2 separate regions of the Gossypium hirsutum genome follow, and region 2 is linked to region 1. Evidence: chromatin contacts called from public Hi-C data. All regions are on one chromosome and are shown on one strand. Each heading gives the region's core, a stretch centred on a gene start, on an enhancer-like site or on the middle of the called end of the contact. The rest is flanking DNA. Distances are from core to core; before and after follow the strand shown. Region 1 has its middle 14 kb from the start of LOC121204217. Region 2 holds the start of LOC107955231 (sm-like protein LSM5).

Region 1 (4,965 bases), core at 624-3,123:
CCAAATTGGGTCCCAATTGACATCCTTCACTAGGTAAACAGAGCTCACCAGAGATTTTCCTAGGACTCGGATCTACTGTCCCATTGACAGCAGCCACATACTGGTAACCAGGATTGCTCTGGTGCATGGTCGTTGCCTCAAGGGAAGATGCATTTCCAGAGTCATCATAGGGAATCAAAAATATCCTCAGCTTTTTAGAACCTTCAAGCTTTTCAAGCCCATGGTATTCCTCTATCATATTCTTAAGGTCTTCATCAGAATAAGGGCATCAAGATCCTCACCTGGAAGTTGGTACTTGATTGAATGAGGTTGGCTGAAAAAATTTGAAGTTCTCCTCAGAAGCTGCTCCCAAGAAAGACAATTCTGAATGGAAATAATGTGCGTCTCTCCCCCAACATATCTGAGTTTACCATCACTTGGCCTAGGCAATATTTTTCCACTAAAGCTGCACAGAAGTTTCATTTTCCAAGATTGAGATCCATCAGTAGCTCCCTGCCCACTAAAGTTGTTGGAACTAGAAGAGTCACATGCATAAATGGCTGTAGTAGGTTGTCCAAAACCATTTGGATGGCTCCTATCACAATTCAGTTCACCATAAGCCTTCCTTGTCACTTGTCCAATTTCACCATCTTCCTTCTGGTATCTACCTATCTTTTCAACACAAGACCCGTGTTCACTCCCTCTAGAAGAACCATTCAGAGATGCAAAATCAGAAATGTCAGAAGCACACTTGGAATCCATTCTTTTCAACTGAATTCGGGCAAGATCCTGATACCCCATTTGGTGGTTCTGATCGAACCAAACTCTCTTCTCATGTGTCAGTGCTGCATCTGGTCTAGCAATGGCTCTTGTGCCAACACACTCCTGAACAAACCCCATGGAGAATTCCTCACCTGTCTGTACAGATATAGTCTTATTATTATTTACATTCTTCCCCACATAGGAACAGCATATGTATATTCTTGTTGTACTAATTGATCAGATGGGCCAGACGTTTTCCTGATCATGTTCCAAACAAGTTCCTAGGTTTGTTTACTTACATAACAACAATGTGTTAGCTCCTTGGACCACTCTTTTTCACTTCAATCCACCAATTAATAATGCATAATTAAGTCATTCATCGTATCAGCTAGCATTCAGAACCTCACGGTTAAAGTCTAGGATTCCCTGCACCTCAAACGCTAAACTTCAAAATCGACAGCAATACTTTCACAAATCACCAACATCTATCTTCTACTTGCAACCCAATTTCTCAATCAAATCCAACACATATGTATACGTGACAAAAAGAAAACCGCAAATTCGCAGATCCTTTTCACAAAAATTACGTACAAATTATTCACAAAATATCAGTTTCAATCCAATGCCAAAATTTAGTTACAAATCTAATCATAACAAATACCTTCCTCTTCTACAAATTCCAGACCGTTGATCCAAAGGAAGAATATAAGCAAACCTATCTCTAACTCGAAAAAAGAAAAAAGGAAAGGAAAAAAAAGCTCAAAATCACATTTCAAGACCGTCGCTGTACGACAAACCTAAAAAAATCAAACATAAAACAATAAATAAATAACCAGCGACGTTTTCGAACAACGGCTTATCGATAACAGAATTTAAAATATAAGCGAAACTTAAAAGAAAATGATGATACCTGGTAGCCAACCTCCTTTGTGAAATCAGTGGTTTGAGCTCCTGAGCTGACAATTATTGGCGATTATGATTTTTTTGATACGATATAGAGAGGGAAAAGAACGAAATGAGAAAAAAAAGAAAGAAGAAAGAAAGAGGGAAAGTGGAAATGGTGGAGAAGGGAGCGTGGCTTATGGCTGTAGCAAGTTACAATTTCGGGCATGCAAGAGCTGACATTGCAAACTCAAGTGTGGTGAGATTTAAAGAGTAAAAAAATTTGAACTGAAATGCAGCACAATTGTTTGGCAAGCACATAGTAAGTATTTCTCATTTCACTGTAACTTCAAATATTGGTTGGAGTTAAAAGGTCCAGTGGACTGATTTGAAAGTTAAAAAATAAGGGTCCAACTCTTTTTTTATTATTTATTTTATTTAATACACATAATATAAGTTTAATATGTCATTATTTAATATAATACAATTTTTAATAAATATATAATTTTTATTTATAAATTTAGTATAAATTCAATTTAATTTATATTTTATTATTTTATTTAAATATAATTTAAAAATATTTAAATTTTATTGTATATGATTTTAATATTTTAATTATCATTTTATAAAAAATATAATTTTAATTTATGTTTTATATTAAATAATATAACATAAATATATTGTCATTTCTAATCTAATGTCCTTAATAGTCGTTTTATATTCTCACTTCACCGCTACAGCTGCGTTTAAATCCAAACACACACCACATTATTGTTTCTAATATCATCGCTATAGTATCCAATCTCACCGTTACAGTAACTAATTTCACCGTCACCACTGTTTTTAACCTCACCGAAGGTAAACACACCATCCATCCAAACTAAGCCTAAGCAGCATCCATCGACAACCATCATTCAAATAATAAAAATCATGAAACAGATCATATGAATTATTAATTTTCAATTTTTAAGTTGTAACGATTTTCTTGCGTTTAGTTTTGTTATTTGGAGTTCAGAGTGTTTGCTTTTCCTTCTCAACTTTGAGCTGTTCTTTCATTTAAAAAGAAAATTGTTACAAGATGGCCAATTTGCCACTAAATTTAATTGTTCGAATTTGAAAGTTTTGGCCAATAAAATTTTAAAATTTTTATCCAAAATTATTTTACCAAACTTAAATTATACATAAATTTTAGTATAAAATGTATTTTTATACATTAATTTTAATTTTATGAAATTTTATATATACAATTTTGATTTGATATTATTGTTATAAACTATTAATATAATTATCAATATAGTATTATTTTATATTTATATATTACATATATAAATAATTATTGTTATTTAATATAAAAATAAATTAATATATTTATTTCTTTGAATGTTTATAATTAAATCAAAATTAAAATTTCATATATATACTTGATAAAAAGAAGTTTCATTTCATATAACAACAATCATCACAGACATAGCAACAATGACATATAGCCAAAGCCAATTACACCATGATCTCAAGCATAAACCGTCAAACCACATAAAAAAAAGGAAAAAAAGAAGGAATCATCACTAGTTATTTTGGTGTCAACCACTAATGAAAAAATTAATGCGTCTAATCTCGTTTATCGAGCCTTTATTTCCACTAAAGACCTTGCTTACAAGACAGTGAGAAAACAATGGAGCACAAGACTAGCCAAACATCCTCAATTGCCAGTCAAGAGACACCACACAACCACCTCAAAAAGATAAAAAATAGCCACTAGCAACACCCAACTCGGATCACCCACCAAATAGAGATTGAAGCAACAAACATTTTGATTTTGGAGAAAAACAATATACAAAGAAGCATTTGGGGTTTTTAGTGCTGCCACCCATCCATCATTTGTAGCTGCAGCAAAAACTCTCACATAAAGCGGAGGACATCTGCATTGAGAAATCCTACACCGAAATAGAGACAAGCAATTAAAGCTTAGACGAGCCCCAAAAGGAGTTATTAAAATGAGAGGAGGGCAAAAAAATAACGCAAGAAGAGGATGAGAAATGACCATCCACCAACTAGAGGTAACTGACAATGTTATTGATATAAAAATCAATTATTGCTTTAGTTAAAATGATAAAGTTAAAAGTTGGATATGCATATGTCCAAATTTATAATGAATAAGTTGGATATGCATATGTCCAAATTTAAATTTCATTATAGTATTATTTTATTAAAAATATGAAAAGATAAAAATAATCTCATATTAATATTAATTAATTTGTATATAAAATAACATTTTAATAATATTCCAATTGAATTGATATCCTTTAATTAAAGACACAATGACTTATTAAGCCCTCAAATTTTACAAAAAAATTATTTTATTCTTTTATTTAATTTTTTTTGATTTTTTTATCTATTTTGGGTGATTTGTTAAACAAGGGTTAAAAAAATTAAAATGAAATGAAAAATTAAAATAAATTTTTGAAAAAAATTCAAAGGGCTTTAATTAAAAGCTTAATAGGGATAGTTTAATGAACGCGGACATTGCCGACGAAAATGTGTGGATGTGGTAAGTGATTAACTTTTGCATTCTATGATATTTAAAGGGGCTAGTTTTGGACGTTACGTAGGAATCATTTACGCGTCTGTTCACATAGTTGTCTTTGTCAGCATCATGTTTTCATGTATTTTTGAGAAAATAAAATCTAGATTGAGTTACTGATTTTTAGTTAGCAGTGAAATTTCAGAGAAATACAATTTTTTTCAAAACTAAATAATCAAATCTAAAAATGTTTTTTTAATGATTTTATCAATTATAGCATACCGATTTTGGGTGAGATCACTCATCTTATCTCAAAATTCACTAGATTCTACAAGAAAACAAAGAAAATATTTATTTTAAATAATTAATCAAATACAAGTAAGAAAATTCAAGAAATTTAGTAGTAATTAGTTTAAATATTTTACCAATTATGATTAGAAAATTGAAGAAATTTAGTAATAATTAGTTAAAGCAGTGGCGGAGCCAGTATGTTAATCCATTTTCATCATAATACTTACTGCTTCATAAGCTATCATTTGACATAATTTTAAATAAAGTAACCAAAATTTTCTTCTTCCCTTTCACTTTAGCCGAAATTTACTATAACATTATCTAGCTATTTTGTTTTATTTTTACATTTCTAACAAGTTAGAAACCATCTCCTAATCATTTTCCATAAAAAAAATACACATTTCAATTAATTTTATAAGCTTCCATCAATATATTTTAATGAAAACTTTTAAAACACTTGATAAAATAAAAAATATTGGTACATATATGTAAAACAAGTTTCAAAGATTCAAAATCTATGAAAAATTTGA
Region 2 (5,536 bases), core at 431-2,930, 37 kb before region 1:
CTTTAATGTTTTGTGTCATTGAGAATTGGCCAAATGTGTTGGCTTGGGCTAAAATCTTTTATTTTGTATAAAGCATTGAATGAGGGCTAATATTCATTTTGTTATATATATACATAAAAGATGTTATTTTCATGGATGAGTATATTGCAATGGGAAATGTTGTCTATTGTGGCTGTTTTAGTTATGTGGATCATTCTTGTATTAGTGTTGATTGATTTGTGTAGGTTATGTGAGTAAGGTTAGCAAAGAGGCTTGGTAAATAGCCTTATTTTTGCCCACATGGGTAGACATACGAGCATGTGTCAAAGCAGAGTGTGACACATCCGGCTATGTGTCCCCTGCACGAAAAATTTGCAAGTTAGTATGCATGGTAGTAAACACACGGGCAGAGACACGACCGTGTGTCTCAGCCGTGTGAAGGACACGACCTAGCACACGGGCGTGTGCCTTGGCCATGTGACCCTTAAGAATTGCTGACGTCAGAAACAGAATGTCTAGGTTTTTGCACACGGGCATCTCATGGCCGTGTGAGGGACACGAGCCATGGACACGGGCGTATGCTACGCCGTATGAAAACCCCTGTAGGTTCGAAATTAAAATTAATTTCACTCGGGTAAAGGACACGGGTGTGTCCCTATATGTTTAGGCCGTGTGAGTCACACGGGCCAACAGCACGACCATGTCGAATTGGCCACACGGGCGTGTTGCCCCTCCCACACGGACGTGTGCCCTTGTGTCTAGTGTTATTTTTCAGAGTTCGTTGAAGGACCTGAATTGGTCCCGATTGGTTTTTAAATGAGTGTTAGGAGTCTCGTAAGCCTTATTGAAGAAGTTTAGAATAGGTTTTAAATTTGACCAGGTCTTGATGATTCAGAAGAGTAGGAATGCATGTGTTCAAGGTAGGTAACACCTCGTATTCCGCCCCGGCGTAGGTTACGGGTGTGGGGTGTTACAGCTATGAGCTACGAGCTACCTCTATCCCAAAAAATATTTCAAAGCACCAAGATCCTTTATATAGAAGCAAGAACTGAGATACTCCTTAAAAGTTTTCAAAGCAGCAAAATCATTCCCAAAAATACTTAAATTGCAGTTTAGTTTAGGAATGTAAAGAACGAAATGAATTTTGTCTGTCAATTTAACCATTTTTTTTAGGTAGTCACCACTATTTGGCAATCAGGGAGTCCTACGGAACATGGTACAACATCTCTTACATTCATCAAACACATAAGATCACTCGTAACATGATTTGAACACTCCATATCAATTATCCAATTATTCTTAGACTTACCATTCAACAGAGTGGATGTTGATTGTTTATTATCGAACACTACCAGAAGAGATTGCCATTGCTCAATGGTAAAACTAGTAAGTGCCGCCTCCCTTGGTAGTGGCGGAGGAGGAGAAGACTCACCGCTAGCCTTTTAGAATAATGAAAGAAAAAAATTGTGTAAAAAACCTTACTCATATGCCATGACAAAAATAGGATAATCTCTTAAATTTTATTGATAGATCTTAAGAGTATATATATATATACAATAGTAGTTACATAGGAATCAAATTGCTAAAATATAATGTCCTATAATAATATCACATAATATTGATTAAAAATCAAATTATTAAAAGATAATATAATGTTATGATTTTAATTAAGTTACTTAAAGCAACCTTGGCCAAAAAGCAAGTAGCTGTTGATTTAGGAGGTCTCAAAAGAGTTGAGTAAAGCTTTTGACAGGAAGAGTTGACGTTTGATTCAATGTTTTCCGGAGACAATTTTAAAAATTTCCGATCATCAAACTATTTTTCGTAAAAATAGACATAAAAAGTAACAATTATTTTTCGACGGTGCAACGTTGTTATTAGCGGTTGATAAAGGGCCGTGCTTGGCTGGCCTGGAGGTGCTGGGTCGGGCAAATTTTGAAGTTCATTGGGTCGACAGGGCCTGTTTGACAGACGGATAGTATTAGTAACTCGTTTCATTACGATTACAGAAAACTTGAATCAAACAATTGGGAGCTTTACTTTTGAGTAAACAACACTCTCAAAGCAATGGCAAACAATCCCTCACAGCTTCTTCCATCAGGTGACAGTTTTTCTTTCACTTTCCCTTAAATTTCTCGAGAAAGTTGGATTAAATTCTGATTTGGGTTTGCTTGATTTGTGTTTACAGAGTTGATAGATAGGTGCATAGGGTCCAAAATTTGGGTGATAATGAAAGGTGACAAGGAGCTCGTGGGTACTCTCAGAGGCTTCGATGTCTACGTTAACATGGTCCTTGAAGATGTCACCGAATAGTAAATCTCTTCCCTTTCTCTCTTTTAATGTTTACATATAGATTAGACCTCATATCTAGGCTTTGATTTCCCTTGTGTGTGTTAGGGTTTTATGTAAAATCGTGTTAGGAAAGTGACGGGAAAGAGATCAAGTTGGAGTTTTGGTTTCTGGATATTAGCCATGTTGCATGTATTTAAACAAATTTCAAATTTATGGTACCCCTCTTTGTCCCATGACTTTTGTTTGCCCTGAATATTCCGATGAATTTAAGATTTGCTTTTCATCTTTTGGTTCAATGTTTGAATTCTTTCTCAGTAGCAAGATGGTAACCGGAGAAAGTGAGATGGCTTAAAAGTTTGTTCTGATAGGGTGTGATTTAGAACTAGTTTTCTTCACAAAATTGGTGCCTTCTGTTAGAGTTTGGTTTTTTCAGCAAACCTTTTTGATCTCTGATAAATTTGTATCATTGGCATCCTCGGAACATATCAAGAACCAGCAATCTATGTAGCCAATGTTTTTGGGCTCGATGTCTGCTCACTTAGCTAACTACATTGCTTCCAATTTGATATTCATTGCTTGATTGTACTTTTTTCCACATTTAATTTACTATGTGATGTTTTTTTTTTTTCAATTCGAGAGTGATAACGTGTTTGATTTTCTTACTCATGTGCTTGAAAATAATGAGAAGATGTGCCCTTTTGATTGACTTGTATTGGCCTGGCAACAGATTTTCCCCATGCTTGTATACGTAAGTAATTGGAGAATGTTTATTACTGGTGTTGGTCTTAATTGCTTTTTCGTTTCTGTTGCATCACAGCGAGATCACTACTGAGGGAAGACGGATCACGAAGCTTGATCAAATTTTGCTTAATGGAAATAACATTGCCATTGTAAGTTTAAATGATTTGTGACCTAGTTAATACACTTCTTAAGATCATACTGTACTTAGGATTGGCATATTTATTGAGGATTGCATTATATGGTTAAGCACATGAAGCGTAGAACTGTAGATCGCCAACTAGGGGCAAATGTATCAGTTTGAACAATAGAAACCAAATGCCGCCCAACATGAAGAATTGCAATGAATTCCACTATCTAAATTTCTCATAATAATTCTTTTTTGTACATTGTAGCTGGTCCCAGGAGGCTCACCTGATCCAGAATGAGGCTGCCACCTCTTTTGGTTTTTATGTTCTTCCCTTTCAATGTTATCAAATTCTCAGTTTCAGAGAGAACTCTGGCATAGAAGGAAACGTCGTATCATTTAGACCTTAATCACTGTAAGATTCCCCAGGTTTCATTATAGGACAGAATTGGTCACAATTACTGTAATGGTTAATGATTTGATTATGCGAATTATAGTTATGATTCAACGTCTGTATCTTTAATTCAATTTTAACTATATGATCAAGTTGAATGCTTTGGTAATTCACTAGCTTCTGCTTTCTTAGGAATAATTTATGGCTAATAAGCAAACATGAACATTTAGTATAGAAGAATAAAGCCATTCCAAGGATCTTGAAATCGACATGATTATCTAACTTTTGCTTTGGAATATGCCAAAGTTTTATTGAATACATAAAGCAAACATTTAAGATACCAACAAACATCTCTATCAAGCATCCTTGGAGAGAAGTTCGTTTTTATGGACAGCTCGAGCATTGCAGAATTCATCAACGCAGTCCCCCCTTTCGAAAACAGAAGCGGCCCCCATTCCACTGCCTGCAATGACAAGAGATTCGGATAAAAAAAGGAAATGAACCAGGCTTAACATTTCAGTTAAATCCTCGGTTAGAGGGAGGAAGAGAAGGATACGGATACCTATGCACATTGAGATCACTCCAAAGCGACAGTCCTTCCCACGACGTTTCATCTCATTCAATAGAGTTCCCACACAGCGAGCTCCTGATACATAGAATAGTGTATAGCAAAAATTAATACATGTGTAACTGTGTATGGCTTGTGTGCCACTTCCATGCAGCAACCAGGGCAATTGTTTTTAAGTACCAGTAGCACCCAAAGGATGCCCAAGGGCTATTGCACCTCCATTAACATTGACCTTTTCACGATCAAGCCCCAATTTCTTGCAAGAGTATACAAACTGGGATGCAAATGCCTGAGGCGAGATACATATTGCATAATTAGAAAAAGAGGGCTTAAATTTGATTCACCCTCAAAATAAAAATCAACTAAAGAAACCCATCACCTCATTTATTTCAAACAAGTCTATATCATCAAGCTCAAGACCAGCAGACTTTATAGCAGCCGGTATAGCAACAGCAGGGCCAATGCCCATCACAGCAGGATCCACACCAACAGCAGCAAAACTCCTATAAAAAAAAGAGCAAAAACAAGCAGTGTGATCAGCTTACAAATATGAATTTATATATCCACTCCTACCTAAAATTCTCCTACGGTAATCGGTCCATAAGTTCTCATTACCTGAAAACACCGAGGATTGGAAGTCCTTTTTGCATAGCCAAACTTCTCTTCATAAGGAGGACTGCCCCTGCACCATCACTTACTTGGCTTGCATTTCCTTAGAAAAAAAATGTTGCAAGCTGTAACACAAGTTTCATACAACTGCATATTGTTGTTCTCAGAATTTCACAAGTTTTGTGATAATATATACCAGCAGTGGTAGTTCCATCCTTTTTAAATGCAGGCTTCAACTTTACTAAATCTGCCATGTTTGTGTTTGGGCGGATTCCATCATCTACCATAATTGTGGCTGCCTTCTCTTCCCCAGTTTTGGGATCCACAATCTTTGCAGATTAAAACAAGTTAACCAAGCATCATAAAACAATCCTAAACCAGAATAATTTACTACACAAAACTTACCTTGGTAAGTACAGGGACAATTTCATCTTTGAATTTACCAGAGGCTGTTGCAGCAGCAGCACGTTGATGAGATTCAACCTACGTTAACAAATCGCAGGCATTACAGACTGATAACAATTAAGCTTATATCAGTATATAAAAGTACATGCACAGAACTCACAGCAGCCTGGTCTTGCTCTTGCCGTGTCACACCATAGTGTTCTGCAACATTTTCAGAAGTAATGCCCATAGGAAGAAGGCAATCCCGGGCTTGAGCAAAGCTCTCTACCTGTGAAAATAAGTTGCATGTTACCATGTAAAAGATATCCTAGATTGTGAGTACAAACTATTTGTTCATAATACCTTTGCGTTAACTTTGGGAACCCCAGGAACAACTTTGTCAGTTGTCATGCTCTCCAATCCAGCACCAATGCCTTCATTCAAA

The links. A called contact is a pair of places that touch in the nucleus more often than the background predicts.
Region 2: a Hi-C map of leaf shows a contact between it and region 1, with 1.7 times the contacts expected there. The contact joins the promoter of LOC107955231 here to the enhancer-like site in region 1. A contact is called at or near these places in 6 of 34 Hi-C or Micro-C datasets (hypocotyl, leaf, petal and 1 more).

What each region holds. Positions count from the first base shown.
Region 1 is chrA07:45,208,404-45,213,368 of Gossypium_hirsutum_v2.1, reverse strand. It overlaps the pseudogene LOC107955229. Among protein-coding and RNA genes, the nearest start is that of LOC121204217, 14 kb to the right of the region's middle. Within about 2 kb of position 1,873, at least 7 of the 9 cell types and tissues checked have an H3K27ac peak or open chromatin away from gene starts, as enhancers often do. A contact at or near this core is called in leaf, where this site is marked.
Region 2 is chrA07:45,244,418-45,249,953 of Gossypium_hirsutum_v2.1, reverse strand. LOC107955231 (sm-like protein LSM5) reads left to right here and starts at 1,680. Exons shown (of 4, transcript XM_016890966.2): 1 at 1,680-2,080; 2 at 2,168-2,291; 3 at 3,089-3,161; 4 at 3,405-3,699. The coding sequence starts at 2,047. The coding sequence ends at 3,437. LOC107955230 (3-ketoacyl CoA thiolase 1, peroxisomal) reads right to left here. Exons shown (of 14, transcript XM_016890965.2): 6 at 5,455-5,525; 7 at 5,273-5,380; 8 at 5,113-5,190; 9 at 4,904-5,036; 10 at 4,714-4,810; 11 at 4,478-4,601; 12 at 4,279-4,387; 13 at 4,093-4,176; 14 at 3,763-3,993. The coding sequence ends at 3,887.